2 separate regions of the Mus musculus genome follow, and region 2 is linked to region 1. A link is a contact called in public capture Hi-C data. All regions are on one chromosome and are shown on one strand. The core of a region is the stretch at or near the end of the contact, and the rest is flanking DNA. Distances in the headings are between cores, read along the strand shown.

Region 1 (4,382 bases), core at 1,347-3,846:
ACACACACACACACACACACACACACACACACACACACAAAGAGAGACAAAACTAAAGACAATGATGGCAGGGAGGTTGTGGTCATTGGCCTCAGCCATCTCATGTGAAAGTGGTAGCAGTCTCCTTGGGGAATGATCCCAGGGACAGTTTACTGATTGGCCAGTGAGCACAATCTACCACTGCCTGCTTGTGGGCCTCAGTCAGGTATAGTAGACCCAAAGCCACAGTCCTCCATGAGGGCAGAGTAAGCACACACCTATTTCCTACTGGGAAAAACACAGGCCTAACATGGAGTTATTAGGAAGGAAATGAATGAACAAAGGCTCTGGGGTTAATCCTTCACTGGTATTAAACAGCCGCTTTGCTCTCAAGTATGAACGTTAAAATAAGCTCTTCCAGAGGACACAGGCCTGGTTCCCTGGGATAGTTTGAGCTTTCAGCATGTGGCAGCCCACAACCAGTTCCACTGCGGATCCAATGCCCTTTTCAGGCCTCCATAGACAGCAGGCACACAGGTCATGTAGATACACACAGGCAGACAAACACACACCTAAAATAAAAATAAATCTTTAAAAAATATATGCTCCAGACAACCTGGAGCCAGATGTGGGAGCACACACTTTTGGTCTCAGCACTTCGGAAGCAGAAGGAAAATCAAGTGTCTGAGATTCTCCTGCTACATAGCATGGCTGAGGCCAGCCAGACTTTCCTAGTCTGTAAAGCCTATTGGATTGGTCTAGAAATCCCCAGCCACAGGGGCCTTCCTGACTGGACAGATGGAGGAGCCCTAGGGCCTCTGTCAGGACCTGGGCAGAGGATGGGCCACCCAAGCTACGCCATCCTCATCTGCCTCTGCTCGCTGTACCCAGAGAAGGAGGCTGGGACCCATCCCAGCAGTGCCAGCCTCCTCCTGGTCCTCTTCCTTGAATCCCAGTTAAGCGTACATAGGTACATTCCTGGGGTTATCCCAGGCCCCTCAGGGGTTCACATTTCTAGATCCCCTGTTTAGACCCTCTGGTGAAGGAGATAGCTGCAGAGGACAATTGCACGGGTATTCTGGAATGGACCCCAAGAGGGAGGGACCCCTTAGACTAAGTTAGGGAAAAGGGCTCTCCAATCCCTAAATCCAACTGCTACACTCCTGTAGTAATGTACTACACTCCTGTAGTAGTGTACTATACTCCTGTAGTAGTGTACTATACTCCTATAGTAGTATAGTCAGGTCCACTGTGGGAAATCTGGGTAGTTACATCTATCTTGAAAAGGAGCCCACAGCAGTGTGGGCTGGAGCAGGGGAGGGGACTCTGCCTTCTTGGGAGGTCCACTGAAGAAGAAGTCTGGGTTCCCAAAGCTTCCAGCAGTTATAATAGGAGAGCTCCCGGCCACCCATCCCGCATCCGCCAGCATCCTGCAGAGGTGTGGCGTTTGATGGCCAGCGACCTGCTCTCCAGTGCTGCTACCTCTGTCTGGTGTTCACACCCAGTGAACCTGAGCTCACCCTCGAGACTCAGCCATAAGAAGAGGACCTGAGCCCGCAGGCAGGGGAGCACCTACCTCGTTGCTCCAGCTGTTCGCCCTCAGCTTCTTCTAACCAGTCTAGAAGGAAAGGGAAAAGGGCAACAGTCACTTCCTCTACCTGTGCCCCGTGTTCTGCCTCGTGTGGCCAGGTGAATGCAAGCTGTGTAGTCACTAGCACCTATGGTGATCAGGGCCAGAGAACCCATGTTCTCAGATGTCTCCAGGCAAGGGAGCACATGTCTACCTCGGGTGCCCCTTCCCCCGCCCCCACGCCTACTGGGGGTGCCTGTGATCATTGTCAGCTTCACAGCGAGCACAGGCACAGACGCCAAGCAGCAGAACAAACCGGCTTGAGCTCCTTTTGTAGGTTGCTTGTCACCCAGGGTGGCACTTGAACCCTCATTCCCACTTACTTGGGTGAGCACTAACTGCCTGCTGGGTTGCCATAGCTACCAAATGAGGAAAAGCACTGAAGAAGACATGCATGACAACAACGTGCAGAAGAGGAAGGGCACCACCTTTGGAAGTTCTAGGTCCTGGAATTCTAGAGGTCAAGTGCCCAGGCCAACCAACAGTCATGAAGCCAGTTCTGCCTGAGCTGGAGAAGTGAGTCTGACCAGCACAGGCAGAGGACCAGCCTCAGTGCTGGTAAAGGTGCTGTCAGATCATAATGGGGCCCCACATTTTCCTGTCCACAGAAGCTAAGGGCCCAGTGTGTCTGCATCTGGTGCTTGATGACAGGACATAGGCTCCTTCAACACCCAGAGCCTCAGGACTACTTCCTTGTGTCACCAGTCCCTGCCGTCTTTGGATTCTAAGCCAGGTTGTTGTCTGTACCCAACCCTGAGGACACAGGGTTGCCTTGCCCTGATCCCTAGTGTGGCTTTCACTGCTTCTTTGGAGGATGGCCTGAGGGAGGCTGCATAGTTGGAAAGGGAGGGGAAGAGAGGGTCCCTAGGGAGTTCAGAAAGAGCCAGAAGTATCCAGCCCACGTCCAGCTCTCTTGGGACTAAGGCAATAGTACATCAACCCAGCTCGGGCAGGGAGGGCAGAGTCTGACAGTCATGTGTGGCCTTGACCAGACTATTGGGCTCCACCCATTTGCAAAACATTTGGCCCACACCCTTTATGCCAGTTTCTGCTCTTCCAGGAATCTGCCCGGGGGAAGACTCTAGGTTAAAATGACTTAGCAGCACAATCTTGTCTCCACAGCTTACAGAGAGACCAGAGGTGCCACACTCCCTGTACCTACCCAGGCTGCATGTGGTGCACACATCTGTGCCAGATGTCCTGCTCAGGAGCCGCCGGGCATCTTCGTCTGAGAAGTGGCCCTCACTTCTGAAGAATGACCTTTCTTCCTCACTGAGGAAAATGGCACTTTCCAGGCTAGGAAGATAAAAAGCAAACCACCTTATTTAGAAGAACAAATTTTCTCAAAGCCCAGGAGGCCCAGTGTGAGTGGGCAGATGGAGTTGGGCCAAGAAAGTCATCTTTAGGTTAACCAAGTTTAGTGTCCTTCCAGGACTTTGGAACAGAGCCACAGGCCAGCTGAGTCTCCCTCCTGTGTGAGCCAGGTGGCTCGTTCCATTGCATTTCCTTGCTATCTCACGGAGGCCACGGCCCCCTGGGAGCTGTATTCTCTATCATAGGATGGAGAGACTTCTGATTCAGGGATCTTAATCAGCAGCCAATTATCTCCACAGCTCAACTTGTGGTTTTGTCTTTTTTGACAAAATTTCACAGTCAGATCTGGATCTTCTCCCCCATCAGACTGCTGGCCCCACTCAACCTCAATGAAGACACTAAACAGAAACAAAACCTGCCCTTGAGGGGACCTTTGCTGAGCCCAGAATAAGAAAGCCTGTAAACGGGCCTGAGGGAGAGCTCAGAAGTTAAGAGTACTTGTTACTGTCATAGAGGACTGAGTCTGTTTTCCAAACACAACCATCTACAACTTGAGTCCAGGGGATTCCATACCCTCTTCTGTCCTCCGCAGGCATGAAGCATCCATGTGTGTACAGAAAGACACATAGGCAGGCAAAACACTCGTACACATGAAAAAAATGACCTTTCTCTATATATATGGATGTAGAGAGATAGAGATAGAAATATTTAGATTATAAAGATCCTGGGAAGGTTGAGTGCCAGGCAGATTCTCAAAGCCCACTTGAACTCTCCCCTGTGAAACCACCATCCTTCTCACAGTACCCAACACAAGGACAGGGCTCATGTGGCCATGAAGTCAGGCAAAGGAAACAGGGAAAGGTCAGAGGCACAAAAGGAAGAAGACAGAGGAAGGAGGCGATTTTGCCTGTATGAGTAAGTCAGCAGGACACTGTGAAACTAATAAGCTTCAAAGAAAACACAGCGCAGTTTCCGGTCTCTACCCAGCGAGCCTCTGCTTCAGAAACAGAAGAGAGGAAAAGGTGACTGAAGGCTGCTAGGGTGGAACGGGTGACACAGTGAGTGTGACATGCGTGCTGGAATCATCTTTGCTTGTGAACATCGTGGTGGCAAGGTGTCTTGGTTTTTGATACCTGTCCTGTGGTTATACTTGAGATCCTGGCTTCAAGAGGCAGTTCTTCAATGGGGCAAAGGGCCTTAACTTGTATAACTTATCCTCAAAGGCTCGGAGGACAAGCACAAGGAAGAGAGAAAAAGAAGAGAAAGCAACCAAGGTGAGAAACCGTTCTCAGCCACCAGCAGGTAAGGGACAGGTTGTGGCTGTGTTCTTCTTGTTCTGTAAATCCGAGATCGCATCAAGACAGGAGAGGAACCTCTGGGCTGTTACCAAGCTGGAAGCTTCCAGGTTCAGGGCAGGAGAGACACCAGAAATACTGGAATGACAGAGAAGTAGGTACAG
Region 2 (4,382 bases), core at 1,175-3,674, 240 kb after region 1:
CTGTCCTCTAACCTCCACGCATGTACCACGACACACGTGCCTCCGCAAAATAGTTGTTTAAAGCGTTGTAAGTGTCAGTCTTTGTGACAGGCTGCTAGGGCAGAGTAGAGCACGGGCTAACAGTGCTATCCACTCCCCTGTGATGCTCACCGGCTTCCATACCATTGCCAACACCGAGTGTCCACATGCTCTGGAAGCTGGTTTCCCAGAGTGCATTGGCTTATAGCACTTTTCTTAGACCTGTGGCGGGCTGCCAGCATCTTCTCCAGGGGCCAGGTGACAATCTCCTTCTCCCAGGGTCTGGCATTTCTGGCTCTTAGGTCCCTGTTTGACAGCATGAGCCTCTCTGATGGTATGCTCCCCCCATCTGCCCCTCCAGTCAGAGCCTGCCTTCTGTCTTTGCCTTGCTGTATGGTATCCACACAGCCATAGGCTTTGGGGCCCTGGAACCATGTGTGACTTAATTCCTTCATGAAAATGAAGGTTGAAAAGTTCCTTTGAGGCTGCCATGTAAAGAGGGGGTGTTAGGCAGATGCAGACACTGGGATAGCCACGTGCTGGTGTGTAGGAGGGGAGAGGAGAAAGAGAGGCTGCTGATCTGAAGATGGCAGGAGCCTGGCCTGACTGACAAGTTATTCTACTGCAACCTCCTGTCTGCATCCTCAGCACTTCAGACTGGCAGCTCTCACACTCTCAGGTTACCACTGCCTCAAGTGCTCTGTCTGTTACTTCTCTTCCCAGCCACCCCAGGCCTGAATGTGCCATTGTCCCTCTGAAGGATCCTTCCCTGACAGTGCACTGGCCATGTTCCTGCAATAGGAGCTTTGCTAGGTGCTGGCTGGGAGAGCTACCACATACAACAGGATGCTCTCTTCCCAGGGTTCCCAGCTTGGCGTAAAGAGCTGACCTGTGCACACAGTGAGGAGTCTGTTGGAGTGTGTACAGTGTGTCACAAGGGCCTATGACACAGTGTGCTGTTGGCCTGCTCAGGCTGCTGCCTCAAATCACTCTCAGCTCAGAGGCTGGAATGCTGAAATTCTTGGGCCATGCTAGAGTTATCGTACCAGTGCTTTATCTTACAGATGGCCTGTCTTAGAGGTGTGCCTTCTGGACATGTCCTCACCCCCTCCCTTCTTCCCCCCTCTTTCCTCTTGTCCCTTTCTCTCACCACTCCCATTGGATTAGGACTCTACCTTATGGTCGTATTGGTAACAGATTTCATCTGAATCGTAATCCAAAAGCTCCATCAGATGCAGTCATGTTAGCCTAAAGACCTCACTCAGCATGAGAGTCTCAGGGAATCTTGAGCCCATGGTACTGGCCAGAGGGAGCCATAGCTTAATGCTAGACATGAACACACATTATCCCAGGAGAGAGGAGGGAGATGGGGCAGCTCGGGTGTGTACAGAGAGCCCAGAGGAAGAGGGAGCAGGCTATGTGTGGAGAAAGTGTAAGAACTGGGGTGTCCTTGAGTGAGATTTGTTCTGTTAGAGAGATGGGACCAGTCCTGCCCAGATCCAAGGCAAGCCAGTGGGAAGAGGTGGCCTCTGGTGGATCCCAAGTGTACTGAAGGGTCTGTGGGTGGTAGTGTCAACAAGAAGACTGGGGTGGGGGTGGATTTAATCAAGGCCAGATAAAGAGGAGCAGAGGACTCTTCACGGACATGGTTCCCGAGTGACCACCCAAGGCAGGGCACAGTTAATGCTGCCATTGGGGTGACATCATCCTGTTGATGTGAACGAATCTAGAGATTTAAAAAAAAATGAATCTCAATGTTTTAGTCGTTGCATTTGAAGCATTTTGATGTGTTCTCAGTGCCTGACTTGTGCAAGTTTTATCCCCAGTGCCAGGGCGGAAGCCCTTTCTCACTGAAGCCTACGGTGGCTGGAAATAAGGCCAGGTGAGGTGAGCTGGAGGGTCGGCCTCTCACCTCTACCCTTTTCTCCTCCACAGATTATGACTCTGATGCCATGAGCAGTTCCTATGAGTCATATGATGAAGAGGAAGAGGACGGGAAGGGGAAGAAAACTCGGCATCAGTGGCCGTCAGAGGAGGCCTCTATGGACCTGGTGAAAGACGCCAAGATCTGTGCCTTCCTGCTGCGCAAGAAACGCTTTGGCCAGTGGACCAAGCTGCTCTGCGTCATCAAAGACACCAAGCTGCTGGTGAGGAGCCCAGTGGGGCTGTGCCGCCATTGGCAGTCCGAAGTACAGGACCACAACTGGTACATGCAGACGCTACCACAGGGGAGGCAAGCGACGGCCCAGCCCAGCTCAGCCCAGCCCGCTGGCACCTCTTCAGGGAGGGCTCATGGTTCCCCCACACCCAAGTCCTTCCACCCCGCGGGGCCTGTGGCTTGTGTCAGTGGAAATGAGCAGTGTTGAGACTTGCCAGAAACTGCAAGATAGACTTTCTCATTTGTAGCGAGTCAGTAAATTCCTCCCAGCCAGGTCACAGCAGAGGCCGGAGCCTGTGGAGGCGCCTAGGGGAGGGCAGAGGGAAAGGACATTCTTTTGGAAAGTCAAAAGCTTTCCAAAAAGAAGGGTGGGTTTTTTTGTTTTGTTTTGTTTTGTTTTGGAGGCAAAACAGGAAGGTGGAGTACATCCAGAAGCAGGGCGTAGAAGATTCAGGACTCTGGCTACAGGTGCTGTCCCCTTGGGGGTTCCAAGGAGAGGAGCCTTGGAGGCGGCATTCCTGCCCCCAGTCCCCCCAGCTCCCAAGGCCACTTCCGGTAAAAACCAAGGCTGGTCACTGGGTCAGGAGTTTTACTGTCTGCTTTTTGCCTTTTGTCTTTCAAATTAACCTCAGGAAGCAATTGCTCAAAAGTGAGTCCTTAAAGGAGAAAATCTGGGTTTCTCCTTTCCCCACGTGATGGAGCAGATAACACTGTAAGAGAGACCATGGCCCCCAGTGAATTATGGGAGTCTTGCTCGCATTGGCTCTTAGATCACTGGATGTGCTTCTTCTTCTTCTTCTTCTTCTTCTTCTTCTTCTTCTTCTTCTTCTTCTTCTTCTTCTTCTTCTTCTTCTTCTTTTTTTTTTTGTTCAGCCTTTTTAAACGAAGTGCATATTTTTTCCACATGTGTGGCCTGAATTTCTTCCAAATATAGAATATGCCAAAAATGATGCCATTGGGGATTTTAAAGCATGAAAAATATTAACATAGCCCTTCTTTATAATCTGATGCAATCGCTGCAAGATGGTGATATGCTATATGCAGTGATTTAAAATGTACTCCACACTCATGAGAAAGAGCCGTTTTATTTCCAGTGCAGACAGCGGGAGGGCTGATGCAGAGTCAGCAGTTTGGGGCCCAGGTTCCTGGCCCCACACCCGTTGGTCCTCTTCCTCCTCTCTTGCTTTTCTCTGCAGTGAGAGCCCTCTCCCTGCTCTATGATGGTGAGAGCTTTCATAGCTTTCATAGAGCCTACCTTTAAATTGTTGAAGGAATAAATGGAAAATGAGGGAAAACATCATGTAAGACAAAATGCAAGGTGAAACTTGGCCTTTTATTTGATTTTGGCTTTGTTATGACAGAATCTTGCTAGATAGCTCAGGTTAGCCTCAAATTCACTATGTAGCCCAGGCTAGTCTTGAGCTCTGAATCCTTTCTCTTCCATCTCCTGAATGATGAGATTATGAGCAAGTACTACACACATTTGGCTTAAAGTAGTAGTAGTAGTAATTGTTGTTTTGTTTGTTTGTTTGTTGTTGTGCTGTGTGTATGTATGTATGTATGTGTGTGTATGTATGTATGTGTGTGTGTATGTATGTATATGTATGTATGTATGTATTTTTATGTATATGTGTGTATGCATTATCTTCCTTCATAATTAACCCATGATCAACTACTCAGATGAGAGAAAGCATACTTTTCTTTCCTGGAACACCTTGCCTGGCCTCCCCCTGTGGGTGTCACGCTACCTACTCTATTGACTCCATCTCTAGACCTTTTATTTCCATGCCCAGGCAATTCCAGACCTACCCAGTCACCCCCAGACACTCTGCCCACTCACTGAAGTATCTGTCTCCTAGCTGGTGGGTATCACTGGAAGAGCCTCTCCACTGGATGGACTCTGAGGCCAAGTCACCTTTCTTCCTGGGGTCTGCCTGTACCTAGTGCTGAGGGAGTCAAGGGGCAGAGCCAGCGGGCTTCCAGCTCCAGGGCCCTGGGCTCTCTATGAATTTCGCTTGAACTGAGTCCTGCCTGGTCTTCCTTCCTCAGGCTCTTTGCAGCAGCCTTGGGGGACTCCTGTTTGGAGGTGGCCTGGGCTTGCCTCCCAGGATCTCCAGACAGTACTAGCATTCCAGGTGGTTGTGAGCCAACTGCTGTGGGTGCTGGGGACAGGGCTTAGGCTCGCTACAAGGGCAGTGCGCACTTT

Evidence for each region. Capture Hi-C pulls out chosen DNA fragments and counts their contacts.
Region 2: a contact with region 1 is called in a capture Hi-C map of embryonic stem cells, with 2.4 times the contacts expected there. The contact joins two enhancer-like sites. A contact is called at or near these places in 2 of 115 datasets of contacts at active chromatin or transcription factors (both in embryonic stem cells) and 1 of 9 other capture datasets (embryonic stem cells).

The regions. Positions count from the first base shown.
Region 1 is chr5:35,708,090-35,712,471 of GRCm38.p6, forward strand. Sh3tc1 (SH3 domain and tetratricopeptide repeats 1) reads right to left here. Exons shown (of 18, transcript NM_194344.2): 10 at 2,772-2,905; 11 at 1,556-1,597. Among named protein-coding and RNA genes, the nearest start is that of Gm31888, 9.9 kb to the right of the region's middle. Within about 2 kb of position 2,597, at least 33 of the 459 cell types and tissues checked have an H3K27ac peak or open chromatin away from gene starts, as enhancers often do. A contact at or near this core is called in embryonic stem cells, where this site is marked.
Region 2 is chr5:35,946,082-35,950,463 of GRCm38.p6, forward strand. It overlaps Afap1 (actin filament associated protein 1), which reads left to right. Exons shown (of 17, transcript NM_027373.2): 5 at 1,954-2,165. Among named protein-coding and RNA genes, the nearest start is that of Afap1, 55 kb to the left of the region's middle. Within about 2 kb of position 2,425, at least 58 of the 459 cell types and tissues checked have an H3K27ac peak or open chromatin away from gene starts, as enhancers often do. A contact at or near this core is called in embryonic stem cells, where this site is marked.